2 separate regions of the Danio rerio genome follow, and region 2 is linked to region 1. The links are chromatin contacts, called in public Micro-C maps. All regions are on one chromosome and are shown on one strand. The core of a region is the stretch at or near the end of the contact, and the rest is flanking DNA. Distances in the headings are between cores, read along the strand shown. Region 1 has its middle 17 kb from the start of pkn2b. Region 2 holds the start of lmo4b (LIM domain only 4b).

Region 1 (3,937 bases), core at 577-3,076:
GTTTTGTTAGCAATAAAGATGATTTAATATGACCACCACACACTCTCAGGGATTTAAAAGTGGTTTAGCATCGAATGATTGAAAATCATGGACAAAGTATAAAACAATGATTTAATGTACTAGAACATTATTTTTGTATCCCTGATATTTAATAATAAAATTAAAAATATATAGGAATTATTATTATTTTGCACCAATGTGTGAATAAAGAACAATGCAAAAATTAAATTTTTCTTAATTTAAAAAAAGGTTTTGACAGGCCTGCAGATTGATTTCCTATGGAAATGACTAGAAAGGGTGTTTATATATATATATATATATATATATATATATATATATATATATATATATATATATATATATATATATATATATATATATATATATATATATATATCAAAAAGATATGGTGTTTACACATGCTTTAATTATATGCCATCTGTTGACACAATGCTGGTGAATGACAGAGTTTGTGCAAACATATCCATGTCACTGAGATGAGCTGCTTTTTATAACTGCTGTTTTCTCACCGCTGTCCTTTTTCTTGTGTATTTATTTTGTTATTGAGATGAAGGTGCATTGCACACATTTACATAATTATTTCTTTAAATGCAGTTCTCAACAGTATGGGCAGTGTCTAGATGTTTGTTACTAGTATATCACTCTGCTGGGTACTTATAAACTGTAGTCCATAACTACAAAATACAGGTGATTTTTGTTATTTTTGTTGTTTGTAACATAATCTAAATGACACTTTTTTCTGACAACTTTTTGAAGAAAGAAAATACATTTTATTGTTTGTCATTAGCAATATGAAGTGGATTAAACGCTATAGATTTTCCTATAAGGGGGTTTGTGAATAAGCAACAATGGGTTTAAAAATTATTAATTTAATTTAATTTAAATAGAGGTGATAAAACATTTAAAAACCAAATATATATATATATATATATGTATATATTAGAACCCATAATTAATAGATCCCATTAAATATAATTGAAACAATGATCCAAACTATAAATTTTAATATGTAATCTAGCAATTAATAAAAAGTAGGCTAACTGTAATCTGCTTATAAGTACTTAAAAATGTAATATATAATCTAATTACTACTAGGCCTGCTTCATTTTTTAATTATGCAATCCACATTACACATAATCCGTTACTATCCAGCACAGATCGCTAATATTTGCAGCTTCTTTTACTTTTATAAAATAAACAAATGAAAATAAAAACTGTGTGTACAGCAGTGCAGTTATTTATTAAGGAGTTGCCTTATATATTGTTCATAAACTCAACAGTTGTATAAATCAATTCAGAGATGCAGATAAATCTTTTTTATAAATATTTTGCAGAATACTTTTGTTGCTCTACTAAAGAAGGCTACACTTATCAAGATAATTGCAGATGCTTGTTTTTTTTTATAGCATCTATAACATATGTTGTCAGTACTTTAAAATGTTTAGTGTTTAAATGCATGTAATGCTTTACATTTTTAAGTGTTAAAAAGGTCCTATTTGTCTTATATTTAAATAATTAAGAGTTTAATTTCTATTGCATCTACGTTGAGATTTATATGGATTTTCTAGTTTTCAAATGAAGTAATAAAATAAGCCTGCTTAGTGTAATTAAGTTACATAAGTCAGATTTCAGACAAAGTAGTTTTGTTATTATAAAAATGTATGTAATAAGTATTTCATTTATTTCTTTTTTTTCGGTTTGTTTTTGTGAGTAACTTTCCCAACACTGGTCTCATGTTTATTATCTTGTACAAAGTTGCTGGCTGCAGTTCACATAATGACCACTGGTATCGCTAATAACCTTTCTAAATTCCACATATATATCCTCCTTTTAATCCGATGAGAAAACACAGCATGAAGTAATGGGCCACACAGACATCCTGTGTGAATGCTAAAGGAAATATGACTAGACAAGTGTTTTTCTCGCCCTTCCTCTCTTGGTCAAGAATCTGACACTACTGCCATCATTTAGATAATAACTGTGATCATCTACTAATGTTTACTAAGAATGAAAAGCAAGAACAGTCGTATATTTTCTTTTTTATAATCATAGTTAAGTCTGTCTTTAATAGTCAATTAGCTTAATTAAATTCATAACTGTGGAATATAGTGTTACTGAATGACAGAGACTCAACGTGAATTGAAAACAGGAGCATATTGTCCTTTACCTTGTTATTGTCCGTCACCTTGCAAGCTATTTTGGTCAATTTTTCATTCATTCATTCATTCATTCATTCATTCATTTTCTTTTCAGCTTAGTCCCTTTATTAATCTGGGGTCGATACAACAGAATGAACCTCCAACTTATCCAGCATATGTTTTACACAGCAGATGCCCTTCAAGCCGCAAACCCATCACTGGGAAACATCCATACACACTAATTCACACACCTAGACTACAGACAATTTAGCTTACCCAATTCACCTATACTGCATGTCTTTGGACTTGTGAGGGGAAACCGGTGCACCTGAAGGAAACCCACGCCAACACGGGGAGAACATGCAAACTCCACACAGTAATGCCAACTGACCCAGGTGAGGCTCGAACCAGCGACCTTCTTGCTGTGAGGTGTGATTTTTTTTAATGTATTATTTTCAATCACTGCACATTGCAAGAATATTCTAACATAATTTTATTTAACATTACTTGTGATTATATTAAGTGATTTATATTAATTTATTATAAATAACGTGATTTAACTTAATAATAATACAAAAATCATCATTAATATTTGTATTTATTATTTAATACATGCTTTACTTTTGTTGTTTTTGATAGATTAAGACAAAATTAAGATACTGTCAGAAATATAAAAATAATTTATTTGTTATAATTCAATTGTTTATGTTTTGGTAATATGCACATTCATTAAAGAAAAGAGAAATATTTCCTGTATATTGTCTTTACTTCTATTTGTTTGTATTTATTTTCTTAATGTTTTGGTAATGTATATTATATACACATTAAGTAAAGAAAAGATAAATATGTCCAGTGTATTTTCTTTACTGTTATTTTTCATTGTATCACATTTAAATCTATATTTCTCTTAACAAATTATTTTAATTAACTCTGCTTGCAGAAAGATTACTATTTGAATGTAATTTTTATTCATCACCATTTGTAATTAAGTGCTGAAATTATCATTAATGGTTGCATTAGTAATAAAGTTGAATTATGCGCTTATTAACAGATATCAAACCTCCTCCTCCTCTCTCCACCCTATAATCAAAAAGACAACAAATGAAAAAAACAACAGATGGGCGATGAGAGCACTCTGAATGTGTGAGTTCTCAGTTGCCATTCGCCCAAGTGCTTAAACACACACTATATGAGATGAACATAGAAACACACATTCAGAGCTGCTCTGTGAGTCAGAAATGGGAGAATTAGACTTCAGAAGAAAAATAAAATCTTTCACTTTCTCCCTCCCACTGATCGCCAGTCTGCGGTTCGTTGTGACAAAATATTTAACAGCGTTTCAGATGTTCAATAAGCCCACATCAGTTCCTTGAGATATTAATAAAGATATCGATGTGACAATTGCACCCAATTCTCTTCTAAAACGCCGAGGTTCAGAGACAAATGAATCAACAGTTGAAGACATTCCAGGTGATATTGTAATGTCACTCAGCTCTTTCTTCAGAGATAAAATACTAATGGAAATGAATTGGTGGAATTGTTAAACAGTCATTTGGATTTTAATTCAAGAAAAGATGAGCTCAGGTTAACTTCTAAATAAAAAGTTAAAAGCCCCTAAACTAAAAAAAAAAAAAAAAAAATTATGGGTTCCATACTATCGATTTATATTGGGACAACATGAAAGAATTAAGTTAACCTATTAGTTTTTATAAATTTAAGTGGATTAAACATAAAACAGTTGAACACAAAAAAAATCAAGAATTGTGTTGATTCAGCTT
Region 2 (4,122 bases), core at 1,057-3,556, 550 kb before region 1:
AGGCAGGACCAGTGACAATTAAACCATTAGTATCTGGTATAGGAGACTCTTTACACAATGTACATCTTACTAATGAATCCAGAGGCAACTCATAATTACACAGTTTTGTCTTGTAAAGATTAGCTGCCCACTGAAACTCAGCTGAACATCACGTATAACGCTTCACTCGCTGCTCCTTTAGGCTGAATGAAGACGGGTCTCTGAGTGTCAATTCGAAACTTTTATATAGATATCATAAAAATAAACAAAAGGGTGGTTAGTCAGAGACATTGCTCAGTGGTCATTTTTCTTTCATTTATTGTGTTCATGTTTTCATGAGAGATGACACTAAAATATAAACGCTCGCAAAAAATGAGTGCACTTGTAAGTCAATTTTAAGGATATTTAGTCTTGCTGAAAAAAAGCTATCAATTTCAGGTTCTCTTTATTGTGAAATGACAATGACTTCCTTGCCCCAAAAATTGCCACAAAATGAGCAATTGCCCTCACAAACAAATCATAGTCACACTTTTTTTGATGCTCCGTTTGTTGAATTTAAGCTACATTGCAACTAATTCTCATTAGATTAATTAGACGGTTAGGGTTAGGGTTAGTGCAAGTTGACATGTACTGTACTTGCTAAGTTTCTTATAGACCATTCTGGGGGTGTAAACAATAACCTTTCCTGTCTTACGTTTTTAATTTCCATAACTTCCAAGAATCCAAAAAGATTTATAAATATTGTTATGACAGATGTTTTAACATAAAGTTAAAATTGAATTGCCTCTTGTTACAGTTAGGAAATAGTTTAGGGCCAATGAATGACATCACCTCATTGAAATGGTCTATAGTCAGTTAAATGTCTGTTGAAGGAGCAGTATCAACAGATATCTAGCAGACAGTCTACTAATACTCAATTGGACCATCAAAATAAAGTGCTACCCAAATCATCTTTAAAAGCCTTCGGACATAAAAAATGATGTTCTTTCTTGGTGTATTTGTGACCTTTGTAAATAAATAGAATAACAGTTGTTTCATGATTTTGTGACATAATGATGTGCATGACATGTTAACCTTATTATTGAATATTTTATTTTATTTTAAAGAATTTATTAAGGTTATGCTAAGTCTCAAAGCTAAATCTTAGAAAAGGCGACCAACAAATCTATAGTTTTAGTTCTCATTTATACCAGGGGATGGCGCCACTGTTATAAGAACATGAGCGTGACTTCTGTAGTGGTGTAGTGAATTTTCACTTTGTCCATGAAACCAAATAGACTTTTATATAGTTAACACAGCCCTCAGTCAATCTAATATGAAATAGATGAAATATGTATATGGGAACACTTAAACACTGGAATACTTACTAATAGCATGAAACTTCCACAATCAGTTTTGTAGATATGGAGCAGAAGTTCTCCAGATGAAGGATTTGCTCTGCAGACATTCTTTCAATGTCAAAGGAAAGGTAGAATAATTCATATCTGCACAAAAAAAAAAAAAAAAACATATATATATATATATATATATATATATATATATATATATATATATATATATATATATATATATATATATATATATATATATATATATATTATTGTTGTTGTTATTATTATTTTTATTATTATTTTATTATTATTATTATTTTAATACCACATTAGTATTAAGTAAACTAATAACTGTAAAACTAAATATTTTAAGTATATTTTAGTTGAAGAGTCATGTAAAATTTATAATCATATTTAATCAAATAAATTAACTACATTTGATTACAAATATATAAAGACAAATACATAAATATATAAGTAAAAATGAAAACCAATTAATAATGTAATATAACAGAGACTAAAAGTAACAGAAAATACAATAAATATATCTAAACTTTTTCTTAACATGCAAGACAATATTCAGGGAGCTGTGATTTTATGCAGATGTGAAAACTGTCAACTCCTTTAAATAATAAATATTATGAATGTACGGTTCTTGTTGGTCTTATGCTGTAAATGAGGAATTAATTCCGTATAAAATGTTTTTTTATTTAAAAATGTTTCATTTTGGGGACCCCTTGTGCGCTTACCGAGGCCCCATAGTGGGACCCGGTCCCGACGGTTGAACACCTCTGCCCTGTCCAACCTCAACAAGCAGACAGCCACTCTCAACCGCAATCTTTCCTTCTTTGAACAGTGTGTGTCGAAGTCAACCTCGCCTTCTTTTGATTGGCTGTATTCCTCATTCCGCTTGAATGGAGTGCGTCATGATTGGCCACAGCCTGATTGACGTCATCCTGCGAGAGGAGGTTTACTCTGGGTTTTTTTCTGTCACTGACACATGTAGAGCACAAGCGACAAGCAGCGGCGAGACATCAGCGCGCGAGAGAGGACAGTTACAAACACAAGCGCTCTCTTCATCTATGGAAATTACCGAAGACCTTGCCGACAGCTCCATCAACAAACCCGCCGCCGAGCTTTTCAGTGATAATAAGAGCATCTGAGAAAAAAGGTGACGGCAACAGTGGAAATATAATCTGAAAACTCCATTTGCTTGACTCTTTCGCAGCAGCGAGAAGTGTTCATCCACGCGCTGCTCCGTCTGTGAGTTTGTTGGACTGTGCGCGTTATTTTTTATATATTTTCTACAGAGAAAACAGACTGCTGTACATTTCTCACCACCATTCAACCATTACATTTCAAAGAGGTAAGTGCACTTCTCTTCAACTAACCGTATTTTGCTTTATGAATGGTAATATTTCGTAGTTTGACGAGACACGTTTGTTACGGAGCGACAGAATTGATGTTGCAGAAAAACACTACACACGAAAGCATAAAAGATTACAGTTACTTAATGACTAGATTTTATGTATTGTGCTTGTGTGCAAATTGTGTTGCATGTCACGCACTTATACCGTAATAATGTACGTTAGTGAATTAAACATGAGCGATGCGCGTTGTTTCATAAGAAGACCACATAGGTTATTTAGACGTAATCTTGGAAATTGCTGGCATTTCGAGTTTAATATCTTATTAGTGCATCTTAAGTGCGCGCGTGCTGTACAGATGGTCAACAAACCATAACACAAGTGCAATTCTGTCCATGTTGCATTGTGCATTCTGGCAGGAGCAGCTGTATTTAGTCTCCAGCACCGCGATCTGTATTACTGGCCATGGGCTGCTGATCTGTTTTATATTTCTGCACATCCCCTCTCTTAAATTGCCTGTCCGTGTAATTACTTGAGTTTGCCCATTTGACTTAAAAGCCACCCCCTCCCTCTCTTCAAATCTCCCCTCTTCCCTCTTCCAGGGAATGAAACTTGACGATGGTCCGATCTTATTTATCTGGGGGAGTCACTTTCGGTCTCTGATTCATCTCCCTTTAGATTTAATCAGCACTAAGGTATTGCTTGTCCCTAAGAGCCTCCACTAATGGGGTTACTGAATGCCTCTCTCTCTCTCTTTCTCTCTCAGTGCAATGTTTTCTACCCCCCGCCTCTCTCTTCTCCTCTAATTACCTTTCAACAAAGATTTGGCTTACAGCCTTTCACGAATATATCTTAAATTTTAATCTTTCCCACTTCGGTCCAGCAGCCCTCCTTATGAAACCTGGGAAACATTGCACACACACAGTACTGATGGATCAACAGAGCAAAGCACAGAACTGCAATCGTAAATGAGGGTTTGTGGTTAATGTGATTTCTGTCAGAGGCAGATATTTCTGTAGGCCGGCATTAACTGATTTCTTGCATATGCAGAATGATCCAACATAGTAGGGGTAATTTCACGCAGCAGTGACCAGTCCCCAAAGCGAATGCTGCTGAATGTTCTTCATGATGTTGGCTGGAAATCCGTCATCTGATAACCTTAGTGAAAGCAATTGGAATATGTCGACCTCTGAATGGGTCGTACAACTTTAAGGCTTCCTCAATTAACTTCTCCAGTTCTGGCAACAGTAGCATTTGGATTCCTCTCTCTCTTTCTCTCTCTCTCATGAAGGTTCAGGAAAATGTACTTTTAAAGCAATGCAGACAACCTAACAAAAGCCAGTGCTTCTAATTGTTCCAGTGACTTTAATGTTATCAGTGAACAGACATTTATCACAAATGGACCAAAGGAGCTGACTTCAGCACTTAGATAAAGATCAAGGACA

The links. A called contact is a pair of places that touch in the nucleus more often than the background predicts.
Region 2: a Micro-C map of caudal fin shows a contact between it and region 1, with 14 times the contacts expected there. The contact joins the promoter of lmo4b here to the enhancer-like site in region 1. A contact is called at or near these places in 3 of 18 Hi-C or Micro-C datasets (caudal fin, hematopoietic stem cells and an unstated tissue) and 2 of 4 datasets of contacts at active chromatin or transcription factors (caudal fin and embryo).

The regions. Positions count from the first base shown.
Region 1 is chr6:27,877,955-27,881,891 of GRCz12tu, reverse strand. It overlaps a transcript of kyat3.2 not described here. Among named protein-coding and RNA genes, the nearest start is that of pkn2b, 17 kb to the right of the region's middle. Within about 2 kb of position 1,826, at least 6 of the 62 cell types and tissues checked have an H3K27ac peak or open chromatin away from gene starts, as enhancers often do.
Region 2 is chr6:28,425,079-28,429,200 of GRCz12tu, reverse strand. lmo4b (LIM domain only 4b) reads left to right here and starts at 2,306. Exons shown (of 5, transcript NM_212689.2): 1 at 2,306-2,676. It also overlaps a transcript of kyat3.2 not described here.